3 separate regions of the Mus musculus genome follow, and all the other regions are linked to region 1. The links are chromatin contacts, called in public HiChIP or PLAC-seq and promoter capture Hi-C maps. All regions are on one chromosome and are shown on one strand. The core of a region is the stretch at or near the end of the contact, and the rest is flanking DNA. Distances in the headings are between cores, read along the strand shown.

Region 1 (2,619 bases), core at 46-2,545:
TTACACATTGCTTTCAAGATATTACATTATTTTCTTTGGCTGATTGCTTTGGTTTTGCAATTGTAAAAGAGGAACACATCTTTCACAATCACTTAAACTTTGATGTCAACTAAAAGGGAAAAAAATGCGTCAACCAGTAAGCGAGGCTTAGCATTTAAAATAAAAACACTCGTGGTCGCAAGTGCTACGTAGAATCTATGACTTGGGTAACTGCAGGCAGGTTAGCAAAATATATTCTGCAACTCAAAGTTAGGTTTGATATTATTTAAGCCTCCTCTTAGTTAGACATGCCTTTGAATGACTACCTTATGTGCTCACTAACATGGGTAATAATCAGGGCAGACCAAAATACCCAGGATAAGTCATATTCCAGGAAGTAACTCAAAATGAGAGGAAAAAATGAAGCCACATTAGGTAGCCAGGGGTAAGTCTAGGAAAAGTGAAAATACAAGTGTGCCTTCCCTTCCCTCTGAACCCACAGTGAAAATCGTTTATAGGAAGGCAACAAAATCTCCTTATAATGAAGTACATGGTGACAGCTTTGACATCTTTTTCTTTAGAAGATGAACTTGTGTTTAACAGGAATAAATATTATATAACTAGAAGGTCCTTTTTCTTTTTTTTAAGCAGACTGTCAAAAGGCTTAAGCCGAATGCACAGGAAGGGCTAAGAGGGCTGTGGAGGTGTGTCCTTTCAACCCATCAATACACTAAACTAACAAACGTGGGGGGAAAACAGATTAGGGATTGCACCTGGAAAGAAAGCCACAGCTAACCATTCACATTGAAATTTCCACATCCTCAAAATGATAAATTATGTCCATAGAGACAAAATTACACCCACACAACATTAGTCTCTCTCTCTCTCTCTCTCTCTCTCTCTCTCTCTCTCTCTCCTCCTCCTCCTCTTCCTTTTCCTTTTCCTCCTCCTCCCAGCCCACCCCCACCCCTTGCAACTATAATAGATTTTCTTCCTTGAAGAAGCCCACCTGGATTTCACCCCCAGTTACCTTGGATCTGTGGGCTCAGGATGATAGTTCCAGAGGATCCCCTGAGCTGCCACATAGAACTGCCTTAGTTGCGCGGCCTCTGCCTGGTGGCTGCCCCAGCCCGCCCAGCGGGTTCCCAGAACCACCAGGAGGAAGAAGCACGGGCAGACTAGGAGCATGGCCCTTGTCCTGCCGCGCGCTGCCACCACCGACAGTGCTCAGTGCTCTGTCCCTGTTGCGCGCTGATCTGTCTCCCTGGAGGACTAAGAAGCTGCAGGGCACAGTGAGTGTCCCTGTCCCCTGTGGTGGCTGTCTAACCCTACCTCCCTCTATGCCTAGTGTAGGCAGGGGCTTGTTGAGGTCACTCCCCCCTGTGGCCACAGGCATTTACTAGAGAGAATGCCAGACAAGGAATGTAGAGGGAAAGGAAGGGCAAGCCTGCTGGAGGTTATGGCTCTGGAGCAGTGCCCAAGGGTCTCCGCCCCATCACAAAGCAGCATTTCCCCCACTTCAACGTAGGTGGGAGCAGCAATCCCACTTAACCTGCGCGGGTGGAGGTGGGGGGATGGGGTAGGGGTTCAAAGTTTAGGCTTGTCAGCTGATTTCTGCAAGCCTTAGTAAGACCCAACACCCATCCTCAGATCCCAGGAAAATGGCACTGCACAGTAACCAGAAAACAGCCTCAGGACAGGTCCACCAACAGGTTAGCAGTCTGAATCTCTTAGGACAGACCGCTTGGTAAGGGCTTGTCACCAGCTCAAGTGTAGCCGAGACCAGGGTTTAGAGAACTCATTTGAGATAGTCAGTAGCTGTGTGGTCTGGGGCCAACTATGTCTTTAGAAATACTTTTGACATCTGTAAAATAAGAATGGCAATTCTAGTTTTCCTTGATCTTATTATTGGGAGGGGACAAACTGTTGTAAACTGGACAGTCCCCAGGGCCTAGGTAGCTACAGTCTATGATCTTGTCTTTGCTCGTTCTCCTGTATCCTTGGCATGGTGTTTTAGATTTTATTTTTCTGTTGGTGGCAAAGCTGAGAATTATGCCTGAATCAGCAGGATGGCCTGCCCTGAATTCTCCAGAACTTTGTCTCTGCTCAGACTTTCTGCTTCCAGCACATCCAGTAAATTGTGATCTGGTACCATCCAGGTTCCGCAGCAGCCTCTCCCTCTCCCTCCCCCTGCCCCACCCCTCCCCCTTCCCTTCCTTCTCCCCTCCCCCCAACTCCTGCTTCTGTTTCTTTGCTGATCACATCACTGATATTCTTCAGTCAGTTTATAATGCCCCTTCTTGAGTCAGGCATGATGGCACATGCCTGTAATCCCAGCACACGAGGGCTAGAAGCAGGGGAATGTGAGTTTGAGGCCTGAGATCAGCCTAAGCTACGCAGTGAGACCATGTACTGAAAAGTAATTAATTAGCAGATGTGTGCACACATAACTACACTAGGAAGAATGCTCACACGGATTTCCTTCCCTTTCTGCTTCCCTGCTCTTTAAAGTCAGAATTTCTGCCATTGTCTCTGATTCTGGGTTCCAGTTGACTTTTCCGTTTCATGAACTTAATCTGCTCAGATTATATACTCCTTTTGCTAACCTTTCATTAGGTTTTCAAGATGCCCTTGTATCTG
Region 2 (2,619 bases), core at 54-2,553, 180 kb after region 1:
TTTTGAAGGCTGTAGTTTGTGTGCCCTTTACTTGTTTTTTAACTAGTTCCTTAAAGTGACTGATAAATAATTGGTATGGTGATAAATACCAAAGCATTTCTATATAAGTGTAATGCACATACACATATACAAATAATTATATGTATATTGTATCTATACATTTTGTGTCAACATAGTTCTATTTTGATGGATCTAGAAATTAACTTGGAATTATAAAGTTAATTTGGAGAGGCTTTAGCAGCAGATAGAGCACAATAGACAGGACGAATAGCAAATTAAAATCAAGTCAGCGGAGTTGCAAAGACAGACTATTAAGGACATGAAAGATAATATAAAATAATCTGACACATATTAGTGTAGATTCATAAGAAGAGAGAATGGAGTCTTTAAAAAAATTGACATAGTACCTACATGTTTTTATAACTTTAAGGGTTTGTTTTGTTTTTAGCTTTTGTATGTTAATGCCATGAAGTGGTACTCTTTTTTTTTTTTTTTAAGATTTATTTATTTATTATTTATATGAATGCACTGCCGCTGTCTTCAGACACAGCAGAAGAGGGTATTAGATCTCTATAGATGGTTGTGAGCCACCATGTGGTTGCTGGGAATTGAACTCACAACCTCTGGAAGAGCAGTCTTACCCGCTGAGCCACCTCTCCAGCCTGAAGTGGTACTCTTTTATTTGTGGTGTTTATTTCAGAAATGAGAGAAACTCATGTTTTAGATGTGGTATTTTAGACTTTATCCTCTAAGTTTTTACTCAGAATATCTCTGAGGAAGAAACACAGAATCAGACAGACAATGATAGATGGAAAGAAATTGCTGAGACTCAGGAAGAGTTAACAGAAGGGCATGGAATAGTAGAAGATCCTTTCCTCGTGATAGTTAAATTAGTTTTATGAGCTTGTTTTGGGGCATGCACATGCAATGATGATGTGTGTGTCAGTGTGTATGGAGTTCAAGGGGCAATTTGCAGAGGAGTTTTCTCTTTCTTCCACCATATGGTGTTGGGTATCAAATGCAGGTCCTTGGGCCCAGATGCAGGTACCTTTATCCACTGAGCCATCTTGTTGGCCATAAAGTTCTATTGTAGTTCAGTACAAACCAAAGCGTAGCATAGTTCTGTGTAAAGTGAAGAACTTTTTTCAGCTGTTAGTTTTCTCATCTAGAAATTGAGGTAATAGCAGCATCTGCTTTAGGGGTTTTGTTTTGATTATGGTTACTTGTACAAAGCGCCTGATGTGGTGCACTCAGTTTCTTACCTCATGGGAACCTAGAAGACTTGTCTGTATGAAGTCACCAAAGAGCTGGATCCACATGACTTCCTCATTTTCATTCAGCTGGTTTTAGAATGCTAGAACATTCAAGGAGTAAGAATACCAGTCAGCTTTTCATATTGGACAAGTGTGTGTGTGTGTGTGTGTGTGTGTGTGTCTGTGTGTGTGTGTCTGTGTGTGTGTGTGTGTGTGTGTCTGTGTGTGTGTCTGTGTGTGTGTCTGTGTGTGTGTGTGTGTGTGTGTCTGTGTGTGTGTGTGTGTGTGTGTGTCTGTGTGTGTGTGTGTCTGTGTGTGTGTGTGTATGTATATATATATATATATATATATATATATATATATATATATATATGTATATGTATATGTAACACATGCTACTATTTTTCCCTATTTCAGTACAAAACAGTCTCTCAGTTCTACATCCTTTTCTAGATATGCTTTCGTTTCTTATTACAGTCCAGTCTTCAGATGATTTTAGAGAACTTCCTGTTCATTTGCTGTAGAGGAGTTTTAATCCAGCAACATGACTGCTCCGATCTAGATCTGTGTGACAGCTGGAATGTAACATGCCTTTAGTACACATCTTTAATCTTTCTGGCTGTAATTCTTTAGTACATACACACCATTAATCTCAAACAATGACATCTATTTGAGGAGAAAAGTGATGAATCAGAGAAAGATTTAACAAAATGAGTCAGAGATAGTATATGCCCAACTCTCCATGCCCAGTTCTCCCTGCCCAACTCTGAGGAAAAAGCTTATTTTCTATAGAGCATGCATGAAGAGAGAGTCAGTCTGCTCAGTCAGTCAAGAGACAGTGCAGTAGTTTGTCAGTCATTTGGGAGGCAGTGCAGTGCAGTGCAGTGCAGTGCAGTGATGTGATGTTGAATTACTTCAGGACTTCACGAAGTTCAGTGCAGGTCAGCAGAGGTAATTGAAGCCAGAGAATAAGGAGCCAGAAGATTAGAACAAATGGCAGAGTTAGTTTGAGGCCAAGTAGAGCAATTCAATCAGAAGCCGAGAGAAGACATGTTGACTCAGGCAACTTTGAGAAGCCCTTGAGCCAGAACAGCTGAGTTGAATTAGCCAGCCAGAGCTCAGAAAAAGATAGAAGGGGTGAGCTTCAGTAGTAAGCCTCGGAGACAACATTCAGGTGAACAAAAGTAACATTTACAATTTTCCTTGATTATTTTTTTCTTTATAACATTTAAATGTGCTATGTTGTAGTAGACTCCACAATTTATGAGGAATATATTTTAAAAACCTACAGTTTTTACCAGAAAGATAAGTGGTACTGGTTTCTCTACTTTGTTTTATTATATATACATATATTATACATAGTTTA
Region 3 (2,619 bases), core at 46-2,545, 140 kb after region 1:
TAAACTTCTGTTTTCACGGGCACTGTCCCAACAAGACTAAGGTGATGCCGGCCTCTTAGCCTTTCAGCCTTGCCTTGTCAAATCACCTTCCTTGCAAAAGTACCTCCAAGGCCACCTCCTTTTACCTCCAGTTGGCACCTCAAGACCGATAGCCGAGGAGCCGATCTAAGCGTTCAGCTCAGCGCTTTTGCTCTGAAACCCCAGACGCGAGTTTCTCTTGTTCTCTATGTAGATAAAGCATTTGCTCCTTACCCAGTAAGATCTGAAGGTCTTCGGTATCAGGAAAAAGTGTGTTGATTATTTCTGTCAGCCCTGACTTTGTGCATACAAGCAGTTTGGTAAGTATGCTGAAGGGTTAACCTGTGCTTGGAAATATTCAGAAGTCCACAGAGAGCTGGTGTTATGTTTCTTCTCATCAACAATCAAAACCAAGGAAGCAGCAGTTCTCTCATACAGGAAAACCCAAAACATTGAATAGTGTCATTAAAAAAAAAAAAAAATCCCTCGAGCAAGAGCCAAATGACTTCTTGTCGTGATGCAAGTCAGAACACAACAGAGTGATGGGCGGCATTAATGAGTGGACGTTTGGTTAGGGAAAGGTCTCTTATGAAAGGCTATCATGGATAAAGCATATTTTAAACTCTGTTAGAAGTGCTGTTTGTTGGTTTGATTGATTGATTTGGTTTGTGCCCCCCCCCCTTTGTTTTTTGCCTTGAACAATGCACACAATGTGAATATTCCAAGTGTCAACACTCAGGGTGTGATGGTTTCAGCTTCTTCCCCTTGCCCTGAGAAATCTGTGTAACCAGGGATAAGTACTGCCCAGTGGTACTGTACCTTCTGGTCATTAATCTCTCTTGGCTAAATACCAGCCCTGTTTAAGTCCCACCTTCCTCCTCCTCTAGTTATAGTTCTAGTTATATTCTCTTCCAACTAGTTATAGTTGGAAGAAGAAGAAGAAAAAAGAAAAAGAAAAAAAAACCTAAAACAGACCAACAGATCCTTGCTCACTGGGCTCCTTTCAAATTCATAATTACAAGTGTTGCAGGATATTGGATCACACCATGAACCCCAAGATTGTGTTATTTATTGGAAAAAACTGTTTCTAGTTGTGGTGTGACTCAGTCCTACCTAGCACATGCCTTTAATCCAAGAGTTTTCTGTTTATTGCAAACAGGATTAAATCAAGTCAACCATAGGTCAAGAGGTGGAACAAGCAGTCAGTTAACAGGGAGTGAATATAGAGGAAGTGGGGGGTGGGGGGAGAGGAAGACAGGAAAAGGGATAGAGAGACACACAGGAAGTAGAAGGGAGGGTCATTCAGTTTGAGGGGTTTTTTCAGCCTGTCAGGGAGAAGAAGGTCGGTCATCTGGATGCTTTCTCTCCCTCTGAGCTAGCAGGCTTTCCCCCAGCATCTGGCTCCAGAGTTTTTGTTGGCAAAATTGAATATTTATGATTTTGATAAAACAAACAAACAAGCAAACAAACAAACAAAAACCAGCATACAAGTGTCAAGTACTCCCCTTGATGCTGCCTGCTGCTCAGCCTACTTGTTAAGGATACTGCTTCCTATCATCTTTTGTCTCCTCAGGTCCCCATGGTCCTCTCCACTGCCCTCATTCTTAAGTGATGACCCTGTTTCCTGTATCTCTGAGAAAACAGATACATCAAAACATACTCATATCCCTGGAGCCACCAGCTGCTAGGTCCTCTGTCCCTGATGTCATCCAGGCAGCTCAAGGCCAGCCCAGTGCGTGCCCCTCCCATATCACTGCTTCCTTAGGCATCCACACCTGACCACCAGAATCCCTGCTGGAGACCCAGCTTTGCAATCATGTGATTGGTCTGAATCATTGTTTCTGCCACCTGACTTCCCAGCTAGTGTCTGGAGCCCTCGGAACTCCAGTGTAATCACTAGGGTGCTCACCATCAAGACCCCACTCCCCCCAGTGGTTTACATGCAAAAATAAAAGCCGCAGAAGTCCAAAAAAAAAAAAAAAAACCATACTCCTTCTGGTCCAAACGGGACTTCCTTATCCGCCCCATACCATGCACTTTGTAATTACTCTTCTGAGGCTGGCTCTCCCACTTAAGCTCTGGATACAATCAACTCTTTGCTGCTCCAAACCATGGCTCTGGCCGTTTACCTCTCTCCATTTTCCTCTGACCTTGTCCTTTCTGCAGGAATGTCCATCAGCAGGTGACATCCTATGTTTTATTTTCTCTTACATTTTATTAAATGCTACTTATTTTCAAGGAAAAATACCTCATTCTAGTAAGTTACATGTGTTTCCTACTTCTTGGTTCCCCACTCTCAGATTCTTTTGAACATAATCCCTTTATGCTTCCATTCTTCAACATTCCCCTTGATCTCTCCCTTGCCAAATCCAGTGGTATTTGTGTAGCTTGGCTAGCTTACAGCATTTGCTACCATCTCTCTCTCCTTTCATTTATCAGCCTTCTTACCCATTTCTTCCACACACTCATTAATCCCAGGCTCTTTTGGCAGTTCAGAAGTACACTGCAGTTTGCTACCTAATGATTGATAACAGGTTTTTACCGAGCCTTCGTCAAGAGGAAGATTTTCCCACATGGAACATCATTTTATGTCCAATCTGA

What was found. Promoter capture Hi-C pulls out the DNA fragments that hold promoters and counts their contacts. HiChIP or PLAC-seq counts read pairs in DNA pulled down with a chosen protein or histone mark.
Region 2: a contact with region 1 is called in a promoter capture Hi-C map of the HPC-7 cell line, with 5 times the contacts expected there. The contact joins the enhancer-like site here to the promoter of F5 in region 1. A contact is called at or near these places in 4 of 39 promoter capture datasets (the HPC-7 cell line, HPC-7-derived erythroid cells, embryonic stem cells and 1 more), 1 of 15 datasets of contacts at CTCF or cohesin (CD8 T cells), 1 of 484 Hi-C or Micro-C datasets (the HPC-7 cell line), 6 of 115 datasets of contacts at active chromatin or transcription factors (CD8 T cells, the HPC-7 cell line, T-cell acute lymphoblastic leukemia and 3 more) and 4 of 9 other capture datasets (adipose tissue, embryonic stem cells, liver and 1 more).
Region 3: an H3K27ac HiChIP or PLAC-seq map of the HPC-7 cell line shows a contact between it and region 1, with 8 times the contacts expected there. The contact joins the enhancer-like site here to the promoter of F5 in region 1. A contact is called at or near these places in 8 of 39 promoter capture datasets (the 3T3-L1 cell line, 3T3-L1-derived adipocytes, embryonic stem cells and 3 more), 8 of 15 datasets of contacts at CTCF or cohesin (CD8 T cells, the G1E-ER4 cell line, embryonic stem cells and 4 more), 233 of 484 Hi-C or Micro-C datasets (the 3T3-L1 cell line, 3T3-L1-derived adipocytes, the 63-12 cell line and 117 more), 35 of 115 datasets of contacts at active chromatin or transcription factors (the 230-238 cell line, CD4 single positive thymocytes, CD8 T cells and 23 more) and 5 of 9 other capture datasets (adipose tissue, bone marrow-derived macrophages, embryonic stem cells and 2 more).

What each region holds. Positions count from the first base shown.
Region 1 is chr1:164,150,511-164,153,129 of GRCm38.p6, reverse strand. It overlaps F5 (coagulation factor V), which reads right to left and starts at 1,295. Exons shown (of 25, transcript NM_007976.3): 1 at 1,010-1,295. The coding sequence starts at 1,167. It overlaps Gm16548 (predicted gene 16548), which reads left to right and starts at 913. Exons shown (of 3, transcript NR_037987.1): 1 at 913-1,271.
Region 2 is chr1:163,973,970-163,976,588 of GRCm38.p6, reverse strand. All of the region lies in intron 10 of BC055324 (cDNA sequence BC055324), which reads left to right. Among named protein-coding and RNA genes, the nearest start is that of BC055324, 20 kb to the left of the region's middle. Within about 2 kb of position 1,303, at least 22 of the 459 cell types and tissues checked have an H3K27ac peak or open chromatin away from gene starts, as enhancers often do. A contact at or near this core is called in the HPC-7 cell line and bone marrow-derived macrophages, where this site is marked.
Region 3 is chr1:164,013,442-164,016,060 of GRCm38.p6, reverse strand. No RefSeq gene overlaps it. Among named protein-coding and RNA genes, the nearest start is that of Mettl18, 20 kb to the right of the region's middle. Within about 2 kb of position 1,295, at least 10 of the 459 cell types and tissues checked have an H3K27ac peak or open chromatin away from gene starts, as enhancers often do. A contact at or near this core is called in the Ba/F3 cell line, the HPC-7 cell line, the P5424 cell line and 1 more, where this site is marked.